Linked DNA regions of Mus musculus: all the other regions are linked to region 3. Evidence: chromatin contacts called from public HiCAR-type, HiChIP or PLAC-seq and promoter capture Hi-C data. All regions are on one chromosome and are shown on one strand. Each heading gives the region's core, a stretch centred on a gene start, on an enhancer-like site or on the middle of the called end of the contact. The rest is flanking DNA. Distances are from core to core; before and after follow the strand shown. Region 1 overlaps Fat3 (FAT atypical cadherin 3). Region 2 holds the start of Fat3 (FAT atypical cadherin 3). Region 3 holds the start of Chordc1 (cysteine and histidine-rich domain (CHORD)-containing, zinc-binding protein 1). Region 4 overlaps Fat3 (FAT atypical cadherin 3). Region 5 overlaps Fat3 (FAT atypical cadherin 3).

Evidence for each region. Promoter capture Hi-C pulls out the DNA fragments that hold promoters and counts their contacts. HiCAR-type assays count read pairs that join an accessible place to other places. HiChIP or PLAC-seq counts read pairs in DNA pulled down with a chosen protein or histone mark.
Region 1: a contact with region 3 is called in a promoter capture Hi-C map of hippocampal neurons, with 4 times the contacts expected there. The contact joins the enhancer-like site here to the promoter of Chordc1 in region 3. A contact is called at or near these places in 9 of 39 promoter capture datasets (the 3T3-L1 cell line, cranial neural crest, embryonic stem cells and 4 more).
Region 2: a contact with region 3 is called in a HiCAR-type map of astrocytes, with 5 times the contacts expected there. The contact joins the promoter of Fat3 here to the promoter of Chordc1 in region 3. A contact is called at or near these places in 10 of 39 promoter capture datasets (cranial neural crest, embryonic stem cells, frontonasal cranial neural crest and 5 more), 3 of 484 Hi-C or Micro-C datasets (cardiomyocytes, embryonic stem cells and nephron progenitors), 7 of 115 datasets of contacts at active chromatin or transcription factors (astrocytes, differentiating embryonic stem cells, embryonic forebrain and 2 more) and 1 of 9 other capture datasets (embryonic stem cells).
Region 4: a promoter capture Hi-C map of stem cell-derived epiblast-like cells shows a contact between it and region 3, with 3 times the contacts expected there. The contact joins the enhancer-like site here to the promoter of Chordc1 in region 3. A contact is called at or near these places in 8 of 39 promoter capture datasets (the 3T3-L1 cell line, cranial neural crest, frontonasal cranial neural crest and 5 more), 1 of 484 Hi-C or Micro-C datasets (nephron progenitors), 1 of 115 datasets of contacts at active chromatin or transcription factors (astrocytes) and 1 of 9 other capture datasets (embryonic stem cells).
Region 5: an H3K27ac HiChIP or PLAC-seq map of large pre-B cells shows a contact between it and region 3, with 6 times the contacts expected there. The contact joins the enhancer-like site here to the promoter of Chordc1 in region 3. A contact is called at or near these places in 7 of 39 promoter capture datasets (3T3-L1-derived adipocytes, cranial neural crest, frontonasal cranial neural crest and 4 more) and 2 of 115 datasets of contacts at active chromatin or transcription factors (embryonic stem cells and large pre-B cells).

Annotation. Positions count from the first base shown.
Region 1 is chr9:16,436,654-16,440,836 of GRCm38.p6, reverse strand. All of the region lies in intron 1 of Fat3 (FAT atypical cadherin 3), which reads left to right. Among named protein-coding and RNA genes, the nearest start is that of Fat3, 63 kb to the left of the region's middle. Within about 2 kb of position 2,791, at least 29 of the 459 cell types and tissues checked have an H3K27ac peak or open chromatin away from gene starts, as enhancers often do. A contact at or near this core is called in hippocampal neurons, where this site is marked.
Region 2 is chr9:16,500,280-16,504,957 of GRCm38.p6, reverse strand. Fat3 (FAT atypical cadherin 3) reads left to right here and starts at 2,904. Exons shown (of 26, transcript NM_001080814.2): 1 at 2,904-3,085.
Region 3 is chr9:18,290,547-18,295,154 of GRCm38.p6, reverse strand. Chordc1 (cysteine and histidine-rich domain (CHORD)-containing, zinc-binding protein 1) reads right to left here and starts at 2,888. Exons shown (of 11, transcript NM_025844.2): 1 at 2,695-2,888. The coding sequence starts at 2,758. Gm51667 (a long non-coding RNA gene) reads left to right here and starts at 1,890. Exons shown (of 4, transcript XR_003948105.1): 1 at 1,890-2,080; 2 at 2,451-2,970.
Region 4 is chr9:16,482,991-16,487,075 of GRCm38.p6, reverse strand. The region is part of intron 1 of Fat3 (FAT atypical cadherin 3); the gene reads left to right. Among named protein-coding and RNA genes, the nearest start is that of Fat3, 17 kb to the left of the region's middle. Within about 2 kb of position 1,680, at least 44 of the 459 cell types and tissues checked have an H3K27ac peak or open chromatin away from gene starts, as enhancers often do. A contact at or near this core is called in astrocytes and stem cell-derived epiblast-like cells, where this site is marked.
Region 5 is chr9:16,308,131-16,312,825 of GRCm38.p6, reverse strand. The region is part of intron 2 of Fat3 (FAT atypical cadherin 3); the gene reads left to right. Among named protein-coding and RNA genes, the nearest start is that of Fat3, 190 kb to the left of the region's middle. Within about 2 kb of position 2,290, at least 12 of the 459 cell types and tissues checked have an H3K27ac peak or open chromatin away from gene starts, as enhancers often do.

The DNA.
Region 1 (4,183 bases), core at 1,542-4,041, 1.9 Mb after region 3:
GATTAGACATGACTCCTAATGGAACCCCCCCCAACTTTGTCAAGGGTAATAACAACTCTGGTAAAGCATTGTCATTCCAGCTGCTGACTTATTGCAAAATTCCGTATGCAGGGTCTGTGGGCTGAAAACTTCAAGGTTCAAGTCGTTTTTATTGACTTCCAGGCAGACAATCACAGTGCCAGGGTTTTTGCTTATTCCAAATTTCATATCGTCAAAGCCTGGATCATCTAGCAATGAGTAATGGATATGAATGTTGAGATTCTGGAAATAGCTTTTCTCAGCTTTCTTAAACACACAACAGAAGAAACACACTCCGTTTGCTCACCCAGCCTTTTGTGTAACCAGGACATGGTAACTTAGCGGAATGGATTGCATTATTCAAATGTGGAATGAGATTGTGTGTGTGTGTGTGTGTGTGTGTGTGTGTGTGTGTGTGTGTGTGTGTAGCTGTTACCTTGAATGAACATACTTGAATTAGCAATAGGCTTTGATAACTGGTTTATTTGGAAAAGCACCACAGCTCCCTTGTTTTAATAATACATACCATGCCTAAGACATGGTTAAGGGCACTTTGCTGTAATGGCAGAATGGGGGAATTCTAGCTGTTGCCAGACATCTCTCAGTGTGCACTAAGAGCTCATTTGCCTTTTGCTATTAGGGCTGTGGCAGTTGCCAGAGAGAGTCTCTCCCGGCGCTTGATGTTATATCCCAGGAATGTAGCCTGAAATATTCAATAAATCAAACTGTGGCACCTGCTTGGATGGTCCCTCCTCCTTCAGCTAATGACAACATGTGAAGAATTCTTATTGCAGCTCAGATCTTACACTCGGAGAAGTTGCCCTTTGAGCCTATTCTGTAAATAGTGATTAACTGCAAACCTTCAATTTCAGTATTCTATCACCCATATCAGTGCCTGGGTGCCAGAGAAAAATGCCTTCCCTTGTATAGCAGAACTTTAAACAGTGGGCTCTTAGCAAGGAGACAAAAATAGGTTTCCTATTGTTCAAATGAGTGTTTTAAGTGCTTTGCAGGTGTATCTTGGAGAATGGAGGTATTTATATTTAATGAGGAGAACTGAAGAATAAAAAACAATCATAGCCTTGGAGAATTGAAGATCAAAGCTTTCTTCATTAAGAAACAAATGAAGGCCTTAGTCCTAGGAGCTGGTGAATTCATTAATTTTTAATAGAGGGGTAGGCTATAATGGTAATTTAATTCTTTGGGGAGAAGGTCATTTAGGTGGTGTTTAAGCATCCAGGTGTGGTTTGGAGTAAAGACCTGCTGTGATATCTAAGGTGGGAAGTGTGCATCACAGGTGAGGAACTTGTTTCAAGCTCCGAAGTCTTTCAGAGCTGTTGATTTTACACAGGGTGACACGTTATGTTTCTGTTGTCTTTTGTTCTCCTTGTGGAGCTGAGTTTCCCACCTTGCTGTTTCAACCAGAGGCGCTATTGCCAGTAAGAGTCATATATAGAAATAAGAAGGCGCTAGAAGTCCTCTGGCTGTTCTTCTGTTCCATGATCTTCCTGGCTGGGGAAATGTCCCCTGACCTTTGCACAGTGTAATGCACTTCTTTGAGGACCTCTTGTGGGTGCTTTCTTTCTTTTATTTGCCCATCAGAAGGTGAGGGATTTATTGAAGAAGAAATTTCTTTTCTCCAGATGTTGGCTCCATGAGATAGTGGGGCTGCTCAGAATTGTTACAGGTCATGAAGGGCAGCTCTTCCAAAGTTCATCTGTGCTATGAACTAACTGTGCCAGGATGTCATCAAATTAAGGACAGTGGCATTAACCAAAGCAGACAGGGGAAGGGATATGTTCTATGCACAGGACAAGTGCAGAGCAAGTGGGTGATAACACAGACTTGTAGATTGAGGACTATATGCACATAAAGGAGTGAGTACACATGGAGTGAGCATGAACTGAGTGTCATGTGTTCTAATCTCTACACAGGAGGCAAACACACACAGATCCATGGGGTTCTGTAGTCAACCAGCTTTGCCTACTCTGGAAACTTTATGCAAGTAAGCTACACACATACACACTCACCAGAAAGTGAATTTTTAAACCAGTAAGATATAAAAATTTAAGAACAGACTAGTGCAATTCACAGAACTAACCTAGAATAGAGTTTTGGCCATTAGCAATGAAGGCAGAAAATAAGGAATTATTGATGAAAAAGTGTGGCATCTTAGTTGGGCAGAATAGTCTGATCTAAAGGTCTGCTGTGTGACTAGCTTATCCTCAAATACTCAACAAGGAAAGATCGGCTGCTTTGATGCCTTGGTTTAGGGATAAGGAAAATGACTCAGAGTGATGAGGAGACATCCCCATAGCCATCAACCAATAAGAGCAAGCTTGCTTCCTGCACTTCCTTTCCTCTAGCTCTGAATGGTGGTGCACACTCTATCCACTACTGTGTCCTCGCTCATCAACCCATTGCTGCAGTACTTTTATGCATCTACAGGCATTTTATTCTGGATTGCAGCCCTTCGGTGTAACCCAGCTTTAGAGATACATGAAGGACAGACACTGTGTAAACTGCAGGAACTGAGAACTTCTAAGGACCCTGACATGTGCCTGTGAGGATTCAAAACATTTTGCAAGGGTGTGAGCATCCAAATCAAGGTTTACTGAGACACATGTAGCTGTTTGGTGACAGATTGCTAAGCCTGATTTGGAAAAACAAAACAGCTTCCCATGGCAAGGGCTTCATTTGCATTCCCTGTGAATGTGCTGAGAACTCCCCTTTAGAACCTGGGGTTTGAACAATAAACCACTGTATGCTTCGGTCCCTGTTTGGGAGCTCCCCGTTGGCTTGAGGTCAGAGGGCCAGGTTGGATCTTAATGCAGAATTATGCCAGGCTGTGAAAACAATTGCTTACATCATCGCCTTTCTGATCGAACCAAGAATGTCTGCTCTCAGAGTCACTCCCATTGTGATGCAATGCACGTCTTGGCTAGCAGTTTAAAAGCTTCCAGTTTTTGAAGGGTTAGGTAGGATGATGCCAGTGATTGTATGAGTTCTGCTGATCTGTTTTTCTTGCTTCTAATCCCTGTCTAACATCCTCTGTTTTCTACATAGGAAGCAGAGCCTATGCCTTTCTCCTGGGTAGCTTCTTCAATGGATGTCTGAATTCAACATGTCCAAATGGACCTCTAATTCCTCCCTCCTTACATTTTTTGCATTTCAATAAATATCTGCTTCATCATCTTTCCAAGACACCTCCACTGTGTGTGTGTGTGTGTGCTCGCGCACATACTTGCACGTGTGTGTGTGTGTCTGTGTGCTCTTTTGTTTTCAACTCTTGAACAAATCCTGTGATCCTATCTTTGGGATATTCCCAAGTATAAATACTTTCCATTGTTACTGCCTTAATCTAATTCCTCACCATCTCTTTCTAAAAGTCATAACAATGGATCGGCAAAGATCCACTAGTGCAGTGCTTCTTAACCTTCCTAATACGCCTACACTTTAATACAGTCCCTCATGCTGTGGGGACCCCCAAACTTAAAATTATTTTTGTTGCTATTTATTAATTTATTTTTTTATTAAAATAAATTAAATTATTTTATTTTATTTAATTTTGTTACTATTTAATTTTGTTACTATTATTAATCATAATGTAGATTTCTGATATGCAGGGTAACTGATATGTGACCTCTGTGTAAGGGTCATTCAATCCACAAAGGGGTCCTGATCCAGAAGTTCAGAACTACTATCATAGAGGTTAAGAGTACTGACTGTTTTTCCAGTGGACCTAGGTATGCTTTCCTGTACCCACATGGTGACTCCTGTCTAGCTCCAGTTCAGTGGATATACAATATCCTCCACTAGCCTCTACAGGCAATAGTTATGCACATGGTGTGCAGAATATAGCATGCAGACAAAGTACCCATGCACCCTTATAATTTAAAAATGAAATCACTGCATTGGCCATTAGATAGCTGCTGGTCTCCTTGATTCTTCCCGTGAAGGCTCGTATCGTTTGTCACCTTGATAGTATCTGGAATCACACATTTTGGGGCATATCTGTGAGGGATTTCACAGATTGGGATAATTGAAGTGGTTGAAGGAAGGCCCATCCTAAATATGGGTGTCATCAGTCAGAGGGCTGGGGTCTCAAATGGCATAAAAAGAGACAGCGAACTGAGCACCAGCATTTCCCCTCTGCTTCTTGACT
Region 2 (4,678 bases), core at 1,655-4,154, 1.8 Mb after region 3:
TAAAGCCTTTTCATTGGAATATTTTTGGAGTGTAAGTGTGATCCCAGGAGCACATGGAGGTCAGAGAGCCAGGAACAACTGAAAGGCAAGTTTGTACAGCCAAGCTGATGACTGCTTCTTGCAGCAAGACCAACCCAGAAGCCATGTGGAACATTATCTGCCTCCCCCGTCTGTGGCAGAGTCATGCATATCGCTAAACACTCCCAAGTCTTGTTCACTGAAGATTTCTCAGTGTCTAAACTCCTACATATCTAGGTTTCCACGTATATGGACACCTCAATAGACCCTTGGTGAGGAGTGAGCTACAAGAGTGGATCAGGGCTCAGTACTATTAGTATAGCTTGCAAGAATCCAGTTGAGCAAGTTGTTCAGTAGTCTAAAGGAAGAGATAAGGCCCAGAGGAGGTGGAGTGGGACCTCAGAAGTATGATAAAGCAGGTGACATGAGTATATATTTCTGGCTTTTCAGTTAGTGCTCTCTTCTATGTTGTTAGCAAGTCTTATAGAGACTTTTCATGCTTTCTTCCCTTGTCTAATTTTTGACTATTTAATATATTTATCCACTACACTGGGATTTGTACAGGGTACCGTGGGTGAAAATTTAAGAATTATAAATCTTTTTGGTTCATTCATTAAGTTCATAGCTTTGTCAACAATGTGACCACAATATCACAGGTTCGTAGTAGATTATGTTATAAAGAAATAGATGTTTTTCTGATATCAACAAGTATTATACCAAAGGGTGTCCCACTGAATAAACCATTCGGCAATATTGCAGAGTCATTTTCCCCTAGGTTGCCATGGCCCGTTTCTGCCCTGGGAGTAGAGACTGTTTACTTTACTACCTACACTCTGCCTGAAGGCAGGAGGTAGAGAGTTAGACAGATTTCTGCACTTAGGCGTGAAGTGCCTCTGAGGCCTAAGAAAGTCTTTGGAGGGGTTGGACTCCCACCACATCCTTGCATCTTCAGTTACCTGGCCAGCTTCCCAGGAAGGAGGTGGAAGATGGCCTGTCCTGCTGCCAACACCAACTCCCTGTGCATCCCAGGAGCCATCCAGCCAGCAGCTGACTCTCCCAGTCTTCCCACAGAAGCACTAGAATGTAAAATGCTTGAATCACTAAAATCTTTGATGCAATACTAACAACCTTGGGTCAGTCACAAGGAATACACCATACCAGGAGCATATTTATATGGCAATAAATTTTTAATGCCCTAAGAAAGTGTTTGAATAAAAATAAAATCAGAATAGAATTATGCAAAGGACATAATTGGAGAGCAGGTAACTTTTCTTCTGGCCTTTCTGACTGTGAAGCCCTGGACAGCATCATGCTTCTGTCCTGGAATTAGTTGATGTATGGCTAGCTGTCAGTATTCCTTAGTATTTCCATTAAATGCTCAAGGCAAGCAAGCGGAGCATGCAGAGTGCTTTATGGGGCAGTCAAGGCAGTGCAGAGGCTGCAGAAGGCTTTCAAGGGGGAACCGCCCACCTACTGAAAGTGGAGGGCTTTTCAGATCCTTAAGGCCCCAGGCTTGGGAGAGGAAGACCAAAAAGGCAAATTCTAGTAACTCTTCAAAGGGTGTGACTGAGCACAGAGACTTTAAGGAGAGACAGACTCTGCTCCTGGAAGGGAAATTCAGGAATCAAGAAAAGGAGCAAATTTATCTCTACAGCATGTCTGCGGAAGCATCTCTCTTGGAGTTACTGCTCGGTCCCAGAGTTCCAGAGAAGCTGCCTGGGAGTGGGCACCCTAGGAACCCCCTGGGGTGAAAGCCTGCTTTAGACAGACGTGATTTGCTGTGCAGCAGTGGGGGTTGGGTGGAGGCTGGCGCTGGCCCAGGTTTACCGGGGCTGGCCGTTAGTTAGGAATGTTTCAGAGCTCACAGGCAAGGAACATAGGCTGAAGTGTAGCTCTACTGAAGCAGTGTGGGTGGGGTGGGGTGGGGTGGGGTGCCATGAATCCTCAGACTTGTGAGGATGATCCAGAAGTAAAAGGACCTAGAGGGCACACCGGTTGGTATTGCTAATCACCTGGCTCCCCTGAGACTGTTCACTCATTCCTGTTCTGAATGTCTTCACATCCCACCGTGTTTCAGACTGGGTGGGGGTGATGAGTCATGTTACTTTTTAGTCTGATTCTCTCCCACACAAAGGTGATCCCAGTGATCTGAAAATGCGTGGGAAAGAAATGCGAGTCCCGGGTGGGCAGCAGGAGGTACAGCGTTTGATAGCCGTGCCCACTGTGCTTCAAAGTAGCCTGAGGAGCTTGGGTAAAACCATGTTGGTCTCATTGTGCCTCGGTTTCCTCATCTGGTCCAGAGAAGTCTAGTGTATTCTAGGCAGCAGGCTGAAGAGCAGAGCAGAGCAGAGCAGAGCAGAGCAGAGCAGAGCAGAGCAGAGCAGAGCAGAGCAGAGCAGAGACGATTGAGTGTGGTGTGTGCGCGCTCTCTGAAAACGTCAGTCTGACTTTGGTGCGTTCTTCCAGCCACGCTAGAAGTGGAGGATGCCTAGGCTCTAAAATTAGTCCAGCTTCCAGGCGAGGCGCCCTTAGCGTCCTCCTGCTGACCGCCGGGTCTCCCTGCCCCCCTTTCCCTCCCCTTCTCTTCGTGTGGCGCTCGGAGATCTCTGGTCATCCCCCACCCCCATCCCCCGGAGGACGCGGCTCTGCGGGAGGGAGGAGAATACAGCGAAGCTAGGGGTTTGGCAGTGCGGCGGCGGCCGCCGCGAAGAAGAACCCGGTACCTCTCCACCGCCAGCAGTAGCGGTGCAAGCTGACTAGAGCAGACGCGAGAACCGCTCCCCCCGGCAGGCTGCGCTGTGATCTGGGCTGCGCGTTGGGACCTCGCTCCCGGGTTCCCCACCCCTCCCGCCGCCATCCTCCTCCGACTCCCCTCCTCCGCCGCCAACCCGCAGCAGTGGCGGCGTCCTGAGCGCCTAGCGCCTCCGCTCGCCGCCCTAGCCTCAGCCGGGAGCACGCGGCGAGCACTGCGGCGGAGGCGGCGGGGTGGCCAGCTCGCCCCTAGACTTGAAAGGAAGACCACGGAGGACTCGTCGGGTGCAGGGGCGCATCGCTGACCAAGGCAAGGGTGCGTGAGGATTTTTAGCATGCTTATTTGGGTGCATGGTGCACTGGCTGGGGTGCACCTTTCTCAGAACAGCCTCAGCAACCTGGTTACAGAGAGGCTGTGATGGGTGCTCCGGAAAGCTAAAGCTCTCAGAGAGAGTGGGGGGAAACTTTTCACCTTGTAAAGTTCCTGCCTGGGCGCTGCCTGGAGCTGTGGTCATTACCGCTACCAGCTGGAACCCAGGGAGACAGCCCTGCGGCAGGAGCCAGGAAATGGCACCGGAGTTGGTTAAGTTTAGGGCTAGCAATAAGAGGAGGGCGATCTTTCGGGTCTGTACATGCAGCTCTGGGTCCTCACTGAGCTTTGGCCGTTGGCTGCAGGTGGATGATATCAGGCGGCGATTCCGCTGGGTAGCTGGCGCTTGCAGCACTCAGTAGGAAGAGGGGCAGATGCCGATGGATGCACTTGCAGGACCCAGAGGCGCAAGTTGGGTGCATGCTAGAGGAGGCTATGAGCGGAGCAAAGAGCCCAGCCTCCACTTCCACGGTGCAGGAAGGGTAGCCTAGAATGTTCGCCTGCCCCTGCATACTATGTCTGAGTCTTGGGTTGTGAAAGGTTCTAAATGACAGCCGACTTTGAACTGGTGCGACAGTTTAGCCGAGAAGCCAGGAAAGGATTTCTGTTGTTTTGACGGGAGATGGACCCGACTGCTTTGGGAGAACGCATGATTTTTGGCGGGCGTCAGAACTGACCGTGCTATTTGAAAAGAGAATAGCGGTAGTCTGATCATCCCAGGGATGCCGAACAGCCCTTGCGGCTCCTCGTGGGCACGTTGAGGGCGCACTGTTCGCCGCCCCGAGTTCTTTCCGGAAGGTGTGGAAAAGAAACCATTGGCTCACCGGAGTGCAGTTGGGGATCTTAGGGAGCTGGCTGGGGGTGACAGAGGTGGACTGGACAGATTTCGCGTGGCGCTTGGTGAGCGAGAGGACTTGACCAGCTGGGGTCGCTGAGCTAAAATGCATCGGGCCGGGCTGGAGAAAGGTGGCGAGCCCGGGTCTTTTTGGCAGTATAATGCGGTCACTGTTTCTCCCCCAGCAGACTCTTGTCTCGTGTGTTTTCGGAAGTGTTTAAACATTGTCCAAGATTAGACTTTGCGGAAAGCAACTTTTGTTGCTGTCCTCTGCCCGGCTCTTGGGAGCTGTGGTGCGCTCGGAGAGAGGGTGAGATGCAGAGGGCCGGGTGTTGCCGGACGCTCTAAAGGCACAGCTCTTGGCTCTTGCTACCAGAGGAAAGGGGGCGCTCCTAGATGTGCATGCTGGTGATAGCACCCACCTTGAGGTACAATAACGAGCAAGCTCGGCAATGAGAGTACCCATAAATGAACGTGAAGGTAGACTACACAGGCAGTGAAGATGCGGAGGTGGCTGGGAGTCTCCCAGAAGCAAGAAGCTATGGAATGTGGAACCGAGGGCAGCCAATGGCTCTAGTCTCCCTGAAGGAGACCCACTTCGCCGCCGCTTGCTCTCGGGTCCTGGATCTTGGTGGGGGTATTCCAGAATCCTAGGCACAGAGGCTGGAGTGAGGGACACTGGGCTAGGCTGAGGGTGGGAGAAT
Region 3 (4,608 bases), core at 1,639-4,138:
CATTACGTTAAATCTCTAGGAATATGAAACATGGACAAAACTAATCCAGTACTGTTAAAGGGTAATGTTCAGAAATACTCTGTATCGGGGTCTTACCCTTCCTAATGCTGTGACCCTCATGTTGTGGTGACTACCAACTATAAAAGTATTTTGGTTGCTACTTCATAACTGCAATTTTGGTAGTACTACCACTGCTCTATATTCTTTCATTTTTTTGTAGTAAAATTTGTCTATTAATAAAACTTTATATTCCAGTGATTCTGGCAATATTATTTTTTATTCTCTAAAAATCTCATACATGTATACAATGTATGTCAGTAAGAGCCAGCAGTCTTACCTGCTATGCTACCTACACCCACCACCCACCTCATTCGTCCTGAACTTTACCTCCACTAGAACCAGTTAGTGCTGCCTGAATGCATATTCAGCTGGCGAGCCACGCCCCTGAAGCAAAGCAACCCCTTCCCCTGCAGCAGCCGACTGCCAGCAGACCCTCCGCTTAGCCCAAGGGACCAAGGCCCTCCCCACTCTGTGCCAGTTTGTAACTAGCTGACAGCAGGCTCAGCACTCCTCCCCATCTTCTGTTTGGCCCTATCTTTTCATGAAAATAGCAAACTGAAGTATACTTATAAACCTATCCACACAAGTTTCCCAAGAAATTCTCTAATAAAGAGTTTGGGAAAAACAAAACAAAACAAACAAACAAAAAAAAAAAACTCACCACCACCACCACCACCAAAAAAACCACCTCAACATTTTAGTAACTGCCGTAATATCTAATTACTAAATTAGCATTTTAACCAATTCCTAGATACAAATCATAGATTTCTACAGTCTTCTTCATTAGTGCTATTATTTTATATTTCCTGTCTCTCTCCTCATTACAGAATAAAAGTTTTAATTTATTTTGTTCTTATACAAAATACATTTATTACCACCAGCATGTGGAGTGTTTTGTTTAAAACAACCAGATAACAGACACACTTATTTCCTGACAACAGTGGCATGAGGGTAGAGAAAGGAGGTTTCATTCTTCTGTAAATGTCTTAACTCACTCAACCTTCCAAATTTAATTCCCTACTATTCAATTCCTAGTGTTGCCGTGAGATCTGTCTACCCTCTGCTACTAAGTTAATATTACAGTCTTAGTAACTGCTATGTATACAAAATAGTAGTTAATGCAATGGAACAAAAAGAGGCTATTAATTACGTACAATGAGTTAGAATATAGAAGTTCAGAATGGAAACCTGTATGCACAAAGATATGCAGTAGAGAGGGAACCATTTAAAATTGAATTTAAAGTACAATAAGCATGGAACATATACCATATCACTAAGAGCAGGAGGACTGGATATAGACTGGCAGCTTCTTACAAGTGAAACATCTATCACTGTACTCCTTGAAAACCAGAAATATTGGTATATTCTGCACTAATCTTTTAATTTGTAATTTTAATGTGTAAAGTCAAATGATTCCCATTCTAAAAAGCTTTCTCCTAAATCCAGTGTTATCAACTGCCACTCATTCAACCAATTTACTTGGCATTCATCCCTACTTTCTAAAACACTTCCCCATTTGGTCGGCTGACTGGTGTTCCCTTGATGTATGTGCCCCAAATTGATGACTGTCTATTTTTTCGTGGCTTTCCTAGCCTATGGTTCCATTTCACACACACAAAGACAGATAAACTTCCAACAACAAGCTGGTATCTCTCCTGAACTTTGGTCAGGAATTTAGTACCCTAAAAATATTGCCTCAGGCTACAATGCATCAATGTATTCAGTACTGAAGTAGAATATGTACATATCATGACAGTTAAACGTGTGTTCATACACTGGCTTCGCTGCATCTTTCCCTTTAAATCCTGTCCCAGTCTCATTTTGAAAGAAGCTACCAGTTTACTTGTGTACCAAGATCATTATCTAAGGAACTGGTCTTAACCTCTTTTACAAAGCTGAACTGTGTTATTAACACGTGGTGTTCCAGTCTGTGATGAAATACTTCAGTGTGGTTCAGTTATATAATGAGTATATATGAATGGATATAAAGACCATACTATACATACTAGATGAATCGGAGGTAAGTGTTGTTTATTCCTGCAATAGCCCAGTTATCTGCATAAATACTCCACTCAATAATGAGATTCATTCACACCTCTGGTTTCACCCAGCATAGGTGCTTGCTTTCATTGTGCATTCCAAATTTGACCACACTGGCTTTTGGAACAGCACTTGGGGATCATTTTATGCTGGAATAGCGTAGTTTAAAACTGCAGGCCCCAGTAAAAGTATGCCGAAAACGTTATTGTGGAACGGATGTGTAACAGTCATTTCCGGAGCCCAGCACGGTTTTTTAAAAAGCAAGTAATTTGACAAGTGACAACACGCTTTCCACTAGTACTCAAACGCAACAAGAAGTCTAATAGTGTGCACCTCTTTATACCTCTTAGGCCCAGGAATCACGGCGGTGACAGTGTAAACCGGGTCTGGATAGCCTAGAATTGAGCAAGTGCAGGGGATGCCCACTGAGGAATGAGGGGCGCCGGGGACACCGAAGCGCCCGGCCCTGCGCTCCCAGAGAGGGTGAGAGAGCTGGGAGGCTCCGGGGGACCGCAAGAGGTGAAGCCAGGTGAAGGAGGCCAAGGGTCCGGAGAGGGAGGCCTGGAGAAAGCTGCCGGCCACGGTCCTCCTTACCGTCCGAGTTGGCCTCTGGGTCGAAACGCTGGCCACAGCCGCGGTTGTAACACAAGAGCGCCATTCCGTCTTCTCGGCGAAATCCACACCACCCGGGACTAGAAGTGAATCACCGCAGCAATCACCAGCACTACTGTTCAGGCCGCAGCTAGCTTCCGGAAGCCGCCGGTACTGCTTCAGGAATTTTCCCGAACGTTCCGGTTGCACAGGCGCAGAAGAGACCGGAAGACGGGCCAGCGTCGGGCGGTGGACAGATTTCCTACCGGACTGCCACAGGTGAGCACAGTCGGGTGGATCCGGACAGTTATAGATGAGACACCAGGGGAGGAAGCGGAAGACTCGGCGAGCGGCGATCTCTTTGTGTTCCACCCCGCATTCTCCCGGCGTGCTTTGTGTTGCGCGGCACGCCGAGTTCACTGCGCAGCCGCGGTCGCTTGCCAGAGGGTAATTGAGGGGTGAGGTCCGCCCCTTTTCCCGGTCCCTCGGTCCAGGTTTATGCAGCGTCAGAACCTATGCTCTTATGCTCCTCTAGAACTGCGTCAGTTACCAAAAATTGAGGTTAAGTCGTCTTACAAAGACAGGACTTTAGAATGAGCAAAATTATGTTTTGAGTGCAGTCCTAGAGTCAATCACAATTCTAAATTGAAATTTCACGTTAGTCATCACGTAACCTACATTCAATCTTTCAGTAGGTCTTGTGACATTTTTAGTGTGCAAAACACATTATTACATTAATAGGCAACTTGCAAACAGTATGGTCCTCAGCACATGCTTTCTATATGATGCTTTTGAAATAGCAGACTGTTTTGATGACGGAAAGTAGTTGTAATTTACCAATAATCCCAAGTTTATTAATGAAGATCTATTCACAACCTTCCTAATCCCAATAATAAAAGTATTCTCATTTTCTGTATCTCTTTTTATGCCTAGAAATATCAAACTTATGTGTTACAACAAAAAATATAATGTATTTATTTAAGCTAATAGAATTTTCATTTTATGCCATTGTTAAGTCATTTATAGTCATTGTTATGAATGTGAAAAAATATAACGTAAAAGCAAAATTCTAGGCCTTTAGGCCCAGGCTTGAGAATGTGACCTCTATGACTCAATGCTCCAAGGGATGCTAATCATAAAACAGCAATATTCCTCCACCCACCAGCTTCCTGGGTTCAAGGAGTGTTCATTCAAAGAAAGTCACCCTGACCCACCCTGACCATTGCTGGAACCCGCTATGCAAATGTGCTATTGTTAGGGGCTCTTAGAAACTGTCTTGAGAAATAATCCCCACAATTACCAGGTATTCCTTGTGACTCTTGTGACTGCACTTCTTTGTGACTCTTAACTGGTATTTTTGGTATTTTCCAACAATGCCCTCCCCACCTCCTTGAGTTGTGGTTTCTTCCTTTAAATACCCCTTTACCCAGCTACTCAGGGCGCCATGGTCTTCTACCCCTGCATGGTGTATGACTGTGAGCACTCTTGAATTAAAAGTCCTCTTGCAGTTTGCAGCGAGACAGTTTCTGGTGAGTGATTTGGGGTGTCGCCTCTCCTGAGTCAGAACATGGGGGAGTCCTCATGTTGTGGGTCTTTCAAAAGATGGAATATGTTGAATTATGTCATTTTCCACTCTCTCCTATATAATCTCACCAATTTAATTGTGCCCAAGTCAGTAGTCAATTTACTGCAGATTGCTCCCCTCTCCACTTTGAAAGTAGCTAATACTGTGTGAAGGGCATAAGCCTTTTAAATACTTCTAAATTTTAAAAAGACTATATATTGCCAATTGATTTCTAAAAGGTGGTATCAGTTTTCACTTTAGCTATGGATAGCTACTATAATCGACCATAGAAATTAATCATAAATAATAAGAAATGGATGAAGCACTCTAAAAACTTTTTATGGCCAGTTCCA
Region 4 (4,085 bases), core at 431-2,930, 1.8 Mb after region 3:
GGTCAGAAAACCCTTATGGCTAGGTCCTACCGAGGAAGGTGGAGAACTTAGACTGATATTGCTGAGTTTTGAAGCTACCTTTGATGATGAAGATATGTAGCTTTCTTTTTTTTTCCATTTTTTATTAGGTATTTAGCTCATTTACATTTCCAATGCTATCACAAAAATCCCCCATACCCACCCACCCCCACTCCCCTACCCACCCACTCCCCCTTTTTGGCCCTGGCGTTCCCCTGTACTGGGGCATATAAAGTTTGCAAGTCCAATGGGCCTCTCTTTCCAGTGATGGCCAACTAGGCCATCTTTTGATACATATGCAGCTAGAGTCAAGAGCTCCGAGATATGTAGCTTTCTTAAACACCTCGGGAAAGAGGGATCTTAATTTCTATGACCTACTTGGGGAAAGAAAGAGACAGAGGGAATTTAGAGACTTTCCCTACCAAGACCCTTTCAATGCCTTCAAGTCCAAGTTCATTTCCAGGCTTTCTCTTTGGGTGTTCTGCTCTGAGCTCCAATCATTTTCTACAATTTGAGTGTACAGTCAGGGCATCTGTCAGCACACTCCATTCCCTGGGGAGAACACAGATGTTCTCTTCTGAATATGGTTTTGCCCTTCCAGGTAACTGACTACACAACAGGAAGCAGATGTTAGAGAGGCCCTAATGCACATGGTGTCCACTCTACCTAAGGAAATTTTATCACCTGACTTTAGAGCCATGTCGAAAAATGAGTCATGGGTTCCCAGCACCTTTCTTTAGGTTCCTTGTGACTGACTATTTGTATAGGAAGATGAAAATCTGCTGTGCTTTGTTTTTGTTTATAGAGCCTCAGATGAATATAAATTAAAAAAAAATAGAAGATAAAAATGAAAAAAAAATTGTATTAGCTTGATTAGGAGTCTTTTTGCATAAAAGAGTCTTTGAAAACAATTACCCTCTGGCTTTAGACCTGCTTTTTCTGACTTTCCTCTTATCTGGTCCAAGGTCATTACTAAAGGGCTTCCTGTTTCATGGGAGAGGACTTACTAAAATATTAATCTCATTGCCTGAAGTAGATTCATCATGTCTGGTGAATAATTCGAGGTCCTATCAAAATCACTCAAGTAAGAGTTGGTACGTATACCTTTCGAAGGGTGGCACAGGAATTTGAGGACTTTTACTTGACATAGTGACAGAAAAGAATAAACACTCATATATTCTCTACCAAAAACAACCTTATCTGGGTAGGTTGCTTGTCCAAGACATTATGAAGCAGAATAAGTGTTTTTCCTTTGAATTGCACATTGAATTTGATGCCTACAACCTGGAGAGAAGTGAACTTGTGCCATATTAAGCTTGGAAACATGTTTGTTTGTTTGTTTGTTTGCTTGTTTATTAAGAACACACAGAGCTTGAGCATTTTGTTGAATGCCTTTGCCATTTGTCACTGCCTGAACAATGCTGCTGTTTCTTGTCCCTTTCATCATGTTAGCTGTGTGAACTGACAAACAGTGACATTCTTCAACAGTAGGGGTAAAAGTCTCCACTCTCCCTTGTTAGTATTTACGGATAATAATACTTGCAAGCACAGTCCTTAGAATAAAGCAGACAAAACAAAAACAAACCCTGAAAGTGATGGAAAGCTTCGGCATGATTATACAAAACAGCCTCAGGCTGCCTCACATACGCTGGAAGTGAGCTTGGCTCTGCTTATTGACATATTGGCTTGTCTGTTTGTGAGCAGACATGCATTATCCTTGGCAACTTACCTGGAAACATCCTTAAAAGTTTGCGTTGCCCTTCCTTTCAGTTGCTCATGTTCACAGAATGACTAAGTCTGGGCCAATGGTACTGCAGTCCATTTTACACACAGCTCCCCAGACCCACTGCTGGAATAATTTTGTTTTTACTTTGGAAGGCTGTTTTGCTTAAAGTCACAACAAAATGCAGCAGGGTTAGAGGCAGACAGCATTGCTTTGTGGCATCTCATTGCTATGCAAATGAGATTCAAGGAGGTCATCCCTTTAGCAGTTGCTCTGGCCCTGGTGTCTACTTGATATTCCTTGGCCAAACTTCCTAGGCATTCATTACTGAGCAATCCTGGGCATTTAACTCTTTGCTGGCTTTAGGCTAGTTAGGCTAGCAGTGAGAGTGTATTTCACAGTGCTTTGATGCCCACCCCACCCCCACCCCAGGAACCTCGTCTCAATGCACTTGTGTCGAAATGGAGAGTCCACACTTGTATGATGCAATTGTTTGTGCTTGGCAAAGATAGGATTGCTGAAGTTCACTTGTGAAGTTTCTTTTACTGTTTCAAGTACTTTAATCATTGTTGTATAATGTAACTCTCGATCGGTATTTTATTCATTCACATCTGCAAAGTGTTCTCACAGATTTTTTTTGTAGAACAATATATGCCTATGCTGGTAAAAGTACCTGAATTACTTAAATTACATTCTCTGAAATTTAAATTTGATTTCACTTGAACTGGCAGGAGCGTTATTTGTAGAAAGACACTGACAGCCGATGTTAGGTCAGTAATAACTGATGACTTGCAGTGAGTTCAGGTTGTTTTTTTTTTGTTTGTTTGTTTTGTTTTTTTGCATTTTTTTATTACGTATTTTCCTCAATTAAATTTCCAATGCTATCCCCAAAGTCCCCCACATCCTCCCCGTCACTCCCCTCCCCCCCACATTCCCATTTTTTGGCCCTGGCGTTCCCCTGTACTGGGGCATATAAAGTTTGCCTGACCAATGGGCCTCTCTTTCCATTGATGGCCGATTAGGCTATCTTTTGATATATATGCAGCTAGAGTCAAGAGCTCTGGGGTACTGCTTAGTTCATATTGTTGTTCCACCTATAGGGTTGCAGATCCCTTTAGCTCCTTGGGTACTTTCTCTAGCTCCTCCATTGGGGGCCCTGTGATCCATCCAATAGTTGACTGTGAGCATCCACTTCTGTGTTTGCTAGGCCCCGGCCTAGTCTAAGGTACAAGATGCAAAACACATGAAACTGAAGAAGAACGAAGACCAAAGTGTGGACACTTTGCTCCTTCTTAGAATTGGAAACAATGACCCATGGAAGGAGTTACAGAGACAAAGTTTGGAGCTGAGACAAAAGGATGGACCATCTAGAGACTGCCATATCCAGGGATCCATCCCATAATTAGCCTCCAAACGATGACACCATGGCATACACTAGCAAGCCTTTGTTTCAAGGACCGTGAGTTCAGGTTGTTGATGGGGCTGATCTGCTTGCTTAGTTATAGTATTAGCTGATCAGTGTTTGCATTCACTCAAATAATAGGTAGCTTTGGCGTAGTTGCTCATTTCTCTTCATGATGCTAAGAATTGAACCTAGGCCCTTGTGCATGAGAGGGGAGCATTTGACCACTGAGCTGCATTGCCAGTTCCAATGGGCTGTTGCTTTAGGTGGTCTATCTGCTTTCTTTTGTGATCCAGGTTGAAAGCACTTTCCCAAGCTTGAAAAGCTGCCCTGTTTGAGGTGGTAACAGTTAGCATTATTGCAATACTAAATTTCATTTGCACATCTGCAGACACAAAGATGTCTAGATTTTAGCTTGCATACACATTGTACCCAGAGTAAAACATGACTTGTATTGGCTATGAAACTTTTGGAACCATAATGAAGAACACTGAGTGCACAATGTCTCCCCCACATTAAGAAAAGAGAAATGTGATCATACACAATCCTAGCGCCAGGATTTAACAGACTCTTCACGGGTTAGAAAGGCAGCAGTGGATTAAGTATTGAAATATATTTTTAAAACTTCTTTAGGATGCTATGCATGCCTTTTATAAATCTTATTGAAAGTGTCTTATCTAAGTGTCTGCTGAAGTGAAGGACTACACAGACAGCTGATAAAGACAGGTTATCTTGAATTCTGCTGAGAGGGGCATTACTCCACAGTTTTAATGAAGGGCATTAGAAAATGACTAGCGATTAAAGAAGTGGAACCATATTTAAATAGCAATATAATTGTAATCTTTGAAGTAAAAGTTTAAAAGCACCATTTAGTCTGGCTCCCCAACTGTACCCAGCTTTTTACTAACTCATACATATCACTCATATAAGACTATCTTACAT
Region 5 (4,695 bases), core at 1,041-3,540, 2.0 Mb after region 3:
TTCCTCACAGATGCTTAGCAAGGCTTCCTGTGAGACAATCTCAACCCACTCAGAAGGTTTTTGCTAAATAAAACATGATTTGTGGCTTCCTGCTAGGACTCTGACGCTGTGATACTATGAATATATAGAACTGTATATGGTCTAAGGCTGTCTGCCTTACCCTCTCCACACCTGCAGACCAAATCTCAGGCAGCTGCACTCACCTGGCTCAGTATTCAGAGCACCTTTATAGAAGAACGGGTTGTGACCACAGCCTTCTGCACTGCCAGCTCAGAGTGCTTTGTGGCCCAGCTCTTCAGATCCAGGTCCAAGAGTTGTGTCTTAAGTGGCTGGCTGGCTTATGGGCAAAGGGGAAGACTGTTCCTCAAGTCCTAAAGCAAGTGGTGCCTAGACAATCCTGTAGGTTGGAAGTCTGCATCCATTCTGGGGCCTATGTGCACTGCTCTGGGGCCCATCTGCACTGCTCTGGGGCCCATCTGCACTGCTCTGGGGACTATTTGAACTGCTTTGCCCTTTGAGTTTGGATTTGCTGACAGGTACACTTTAATACCCTGCCCCTACTCTCTCTGGTTTTGCCCCCTATGCACAAGCCAGAGTCCTGAGGCATGATGCAGATCAAACCCCAGAGGAAGTACATTTCTGTGCTTCCGATCTGACCATGACACTTGACTCCAGGCTCTGTCAGTAGCACTGTCTTCAGATTTGCTTAATATGCTTGCTGGCATACCCAAAGTCAACTGATTTCAAGGAAGGGGCGGTGCCATGGGCTTGTTGACTCAGTACATCGAGATGGTTTTCATTCTGTGGCTAGTGAATTTAAGAGGCAGGATCTTATTTATTTAAGTAACATTTTGAGAAGACAGCAAGTAAGTGCATCTTTACTTTGAAAGTTGCAGAACTGATTACAGGGAGAAATTAAATAGGAAGGGGAAATGGAACAAAAAGTTAAGTATGAGGTAGAAATAACTATTTCCAACCATGAATCTCCAAACATGCACTGGCCTGCTTCTGCACTGGCCCTGGTTCTGTATGTGTTGTTGCATAGCTGTGTGTCTTCAGGCTGGTCCCTCAAGGCCTCTGTGACAGCAACTACCGTTTTGTAAAACGAGGCAGTTGTTGACAATCTCATAGACACTGAAATACAATTTATAGGCATTGAGAGATATGGTATTACTCCTTAGCACTTGTCATGTATTAAGCTCATGAGTGTATTGCATGTTAAACAGAGAGTAATCTAATTTCACAGTTAAATAAAGTGCTAATTTAAATTACTTTTGAAATTAAAATGTTAATGGAATAAATTTCCTGGGTCTAATAAATGAACTCTCTGCATCCTTCCCCTCCCCCACCCGTGCTCTCAGTCCTGCAAAGGGGAGGGGGAGGGGTATGCTGTCTGCCTCTGCATTTTCCACTGCACCTTACATCCTGGAGCTTCTTTTATTTCAGGCTGGATTACTTTTATCTGAGGCTGTTGGGGCAGGAGGAATTAGATCCATTTTCCTGACAAGAATTTTACATGGAACACATATTTGAAAGATTAATGTAAGCAGTTGCTGCCGAAACAATTTAATCTTGCTTTCCATAGTAATGAAAAATGAATAATCAGAAGAATAAATTGTGTCTAGGAGATAATAAATACCCCTTAAAGGATCTTAGCAGTGAATATGAATTATAGCTGCCCCCTCCAGCTTAGAAGGCCATGGCCAGTTGGTTCTCAACCATATGTCTGCTGTAGCCTTAGTTGCAGAGGCTGATTCATCTTACCTCTGTCTATCAGAGCCAAGCTCTCTGCTGTCTTCCCACTAATTTGAAACTGCAAATAGCAGTTTGTGCCAATTAGAGCAGTGTATATAGAATGCCGTGAAACTCATGTTTCCCTCCTGTCTCTTGACCAGCAGCAGACCTAACATGTCTAATGTAAGCATTCAAGATATAAACTTAACAACCTAGAATCATTAGAGTCAATGGCTCCAGGCAGGGAGCATTGACACATGTTTTATCCTCTGCTGCCTGCCCTTGGGTAATTCCAGAAAGATCCACTGAAGCTCTTCCATAGCAGAAGTTGCCTCTGATCTACAGGATTGTTCAGAAGCAAGGATAGCTCCAGATTAGTGAATTTCTCTAAGAGGATGCTTTGCGAGGTTTAGAAACCCCTCAACAACGAGTAATGATTGTTTGCCTCCTACACTAAGGGCTAAAAGGAACTGAGATTCCCCAGTACATCTGTGCGGCATGGCCCAGAGCACCAGCCTTCCTGCTGCTCTGGGACCCAGGAGACCAACATCATCATATCACCAAACAATACAGCACCACACACATCAGCTGATAAAAGCCATATGACTCACCCCTGCTGTGTGCAGTATGAAAAGCAGTTCTGGAGCCTAACCAATGAGCGCTTGTGGTGCAAACATTAAGACTGAGTTGCTTTCCATGTAAAAAGCTGGGTGTTGTGGCAAACACTTGAAATCATAGTGCTGCAGAGGCAGAGACAAGAGGATCCCTCAGACTCATTGGCTTCCAAACTAACCCAACCGGTAGGAACCAGGTTCCAGTGAGAGACCCTGTCTCATAAAACAAGGTAGATAACAACTGAGAACTAACACTGTTGCTTATACTCTCTCTCTCTCTCTCTCTCTCTCTCTCTCTCTCTCTCTCTCTCTCATACACACACACACACACCCCTATACCCCTGTGGACACACACTTATAAATAACAAGTCCTATACAGTTCTTTGATTTTATTTGAGATTTTGAGAATCAACTATTGTTGTCAAACAAGTAATGGGTTTAATTGTGACATTTCCGTGCATATTGCTATGATGGATTCTTAGTCCATCTTCCTTATTTCCTTCCATGTCCTCCTTGCTGGTCCCCTTCCTCTGCCATATTGATATCTTGCTCTCCTGACATACACGTACCCATAACCTCTCTTTGTTTCCCACTGCCCTTCCTTTAGACTTATGTGCCCATTGTTCCTGATGTATCTATAACTACAACTATGTGGAAGATCTAGACAAGAAACATTTTTACGTTACCTACCTCTGTACAACTTTATCTTGTCAAAGCTAGAAGTAGGAATTTGGAGGTGTGAAAATCCATTAAACAAGTCTTTTGCAAGAGGAGAGGCTTTTCTTCGTTTTCCTAAAATGGAGCTTCCCTAACTTGGCACAGCTGTCGTGAAACAGAATTGGGAAGCCAGGAGCCCAAAGACCCCAGTGTACACAGTGCTGTGTTATCAATTCCTTGTGGAACTACCAATCGATTTCCTGGCATGTGTGTTTTCTTCTAACATTTCCAGCCAGCTTGGTTTTAAAATCTGTTTTCATAGAAATACTCAGGTTCTTCCGTATTCTTTGGAAGTATTGCCAGGATGTGATTTTAGGCTCTTGACTTGGCCATAAGAAAGAGGTTGAGAATCAAAGATGAATGGCCATACCGTCTCTTAAACAGGACAATCACTCAGTTAATTTTTCCATCACCAAGACCAGTGGAAGAAGAATCATGTTCTAAACATGGCATTGTGAGATGTTTCCTGAAAGTTTTTGCAAGAGATCAATCCCTTCTCCATGGGAATATGGCGATCTTCCAGTGAACTTTTTAGGATCATAGGTCCAGATCACGGTGACGATGTTACAGGAAGAAGAATGAGGCAGAGGAATAGAAATGAGGAAGGACAGATCACAATAACACCCTTCAAACCATCCATTCTTCTATTACTTATAAAGTGGTCATATGTGTATTTATCAATGTTGACAATAAAACTGGGTATGATGTCTTAGGTGTTTAATCCCAACATTTGCCAAGGCTGAGTCAAGGATCTCACAAGGAGTTTGGAGATAGCCTAGGCAATACTGTGAATCCTCAGAACAGAATACAGGAAACACGAAGGGGTAGAGGAGACTCCTGAGAGATGAAGAGTTCAAAGGGGAGAAGACGGAGATGATATCAAATTTAGTGACCAAGAACATACACAACCCTGTCTCCTGCCTTATAGCTGGGCAAGGCACCTTATGTATAAATCACAATATCTTGTTTTCAGGAGACTGGAGAGATCGCTCAGTGGTTAACAGCACTGACTGTTCTTACAGAGTTCCTGAAATCACTTGCCAGAAACCATATGGTGGGTCACAACCATCTATAATGGGATCTGATGCCCTCTTCTGGTGTGTCTGAGACAGTTACAATGTACTCACATACACAAAATAAGGATTGGAATGGAAAAAAATTCATGCCCATGGAAATGCAAACCAGATATAGCAATAACAACTGACACACGTCAGGACTGTGTGACAGGACAGAGGCAGAAGAGGTGACTGCTAAATCTAGGCAAAATCCTCATGTGAGGGGATACTGCCCTGTTGAGAGTAGGATGGGAAGCAAGCCTGTCCGGAAAGGGCCATGCTGTGTATAAGCTTACAGGGCTGAGTCTGATCTCTGATGAGAACGAGGTTACAGATAGGACTAAGTGTTCAAGATCAGAGTGGTACCTGTACCACATAGGCAGGAACTCCTGGCTCAAACCCATAGTAGTTGGTGACTTTGAATGAGTCATTTGTCGTTGTTGTTGTTTTCTGTGGCCAATTCCTTTACTTTAAAAGTGAGAAGAAAATAGAGCATTTAATTTCTCAGGCTGTTGTAGAAGTTTAAGATTATGCTAAGAAATATCAGTGTTCTGAAAACCTACCTTACCAGAGCT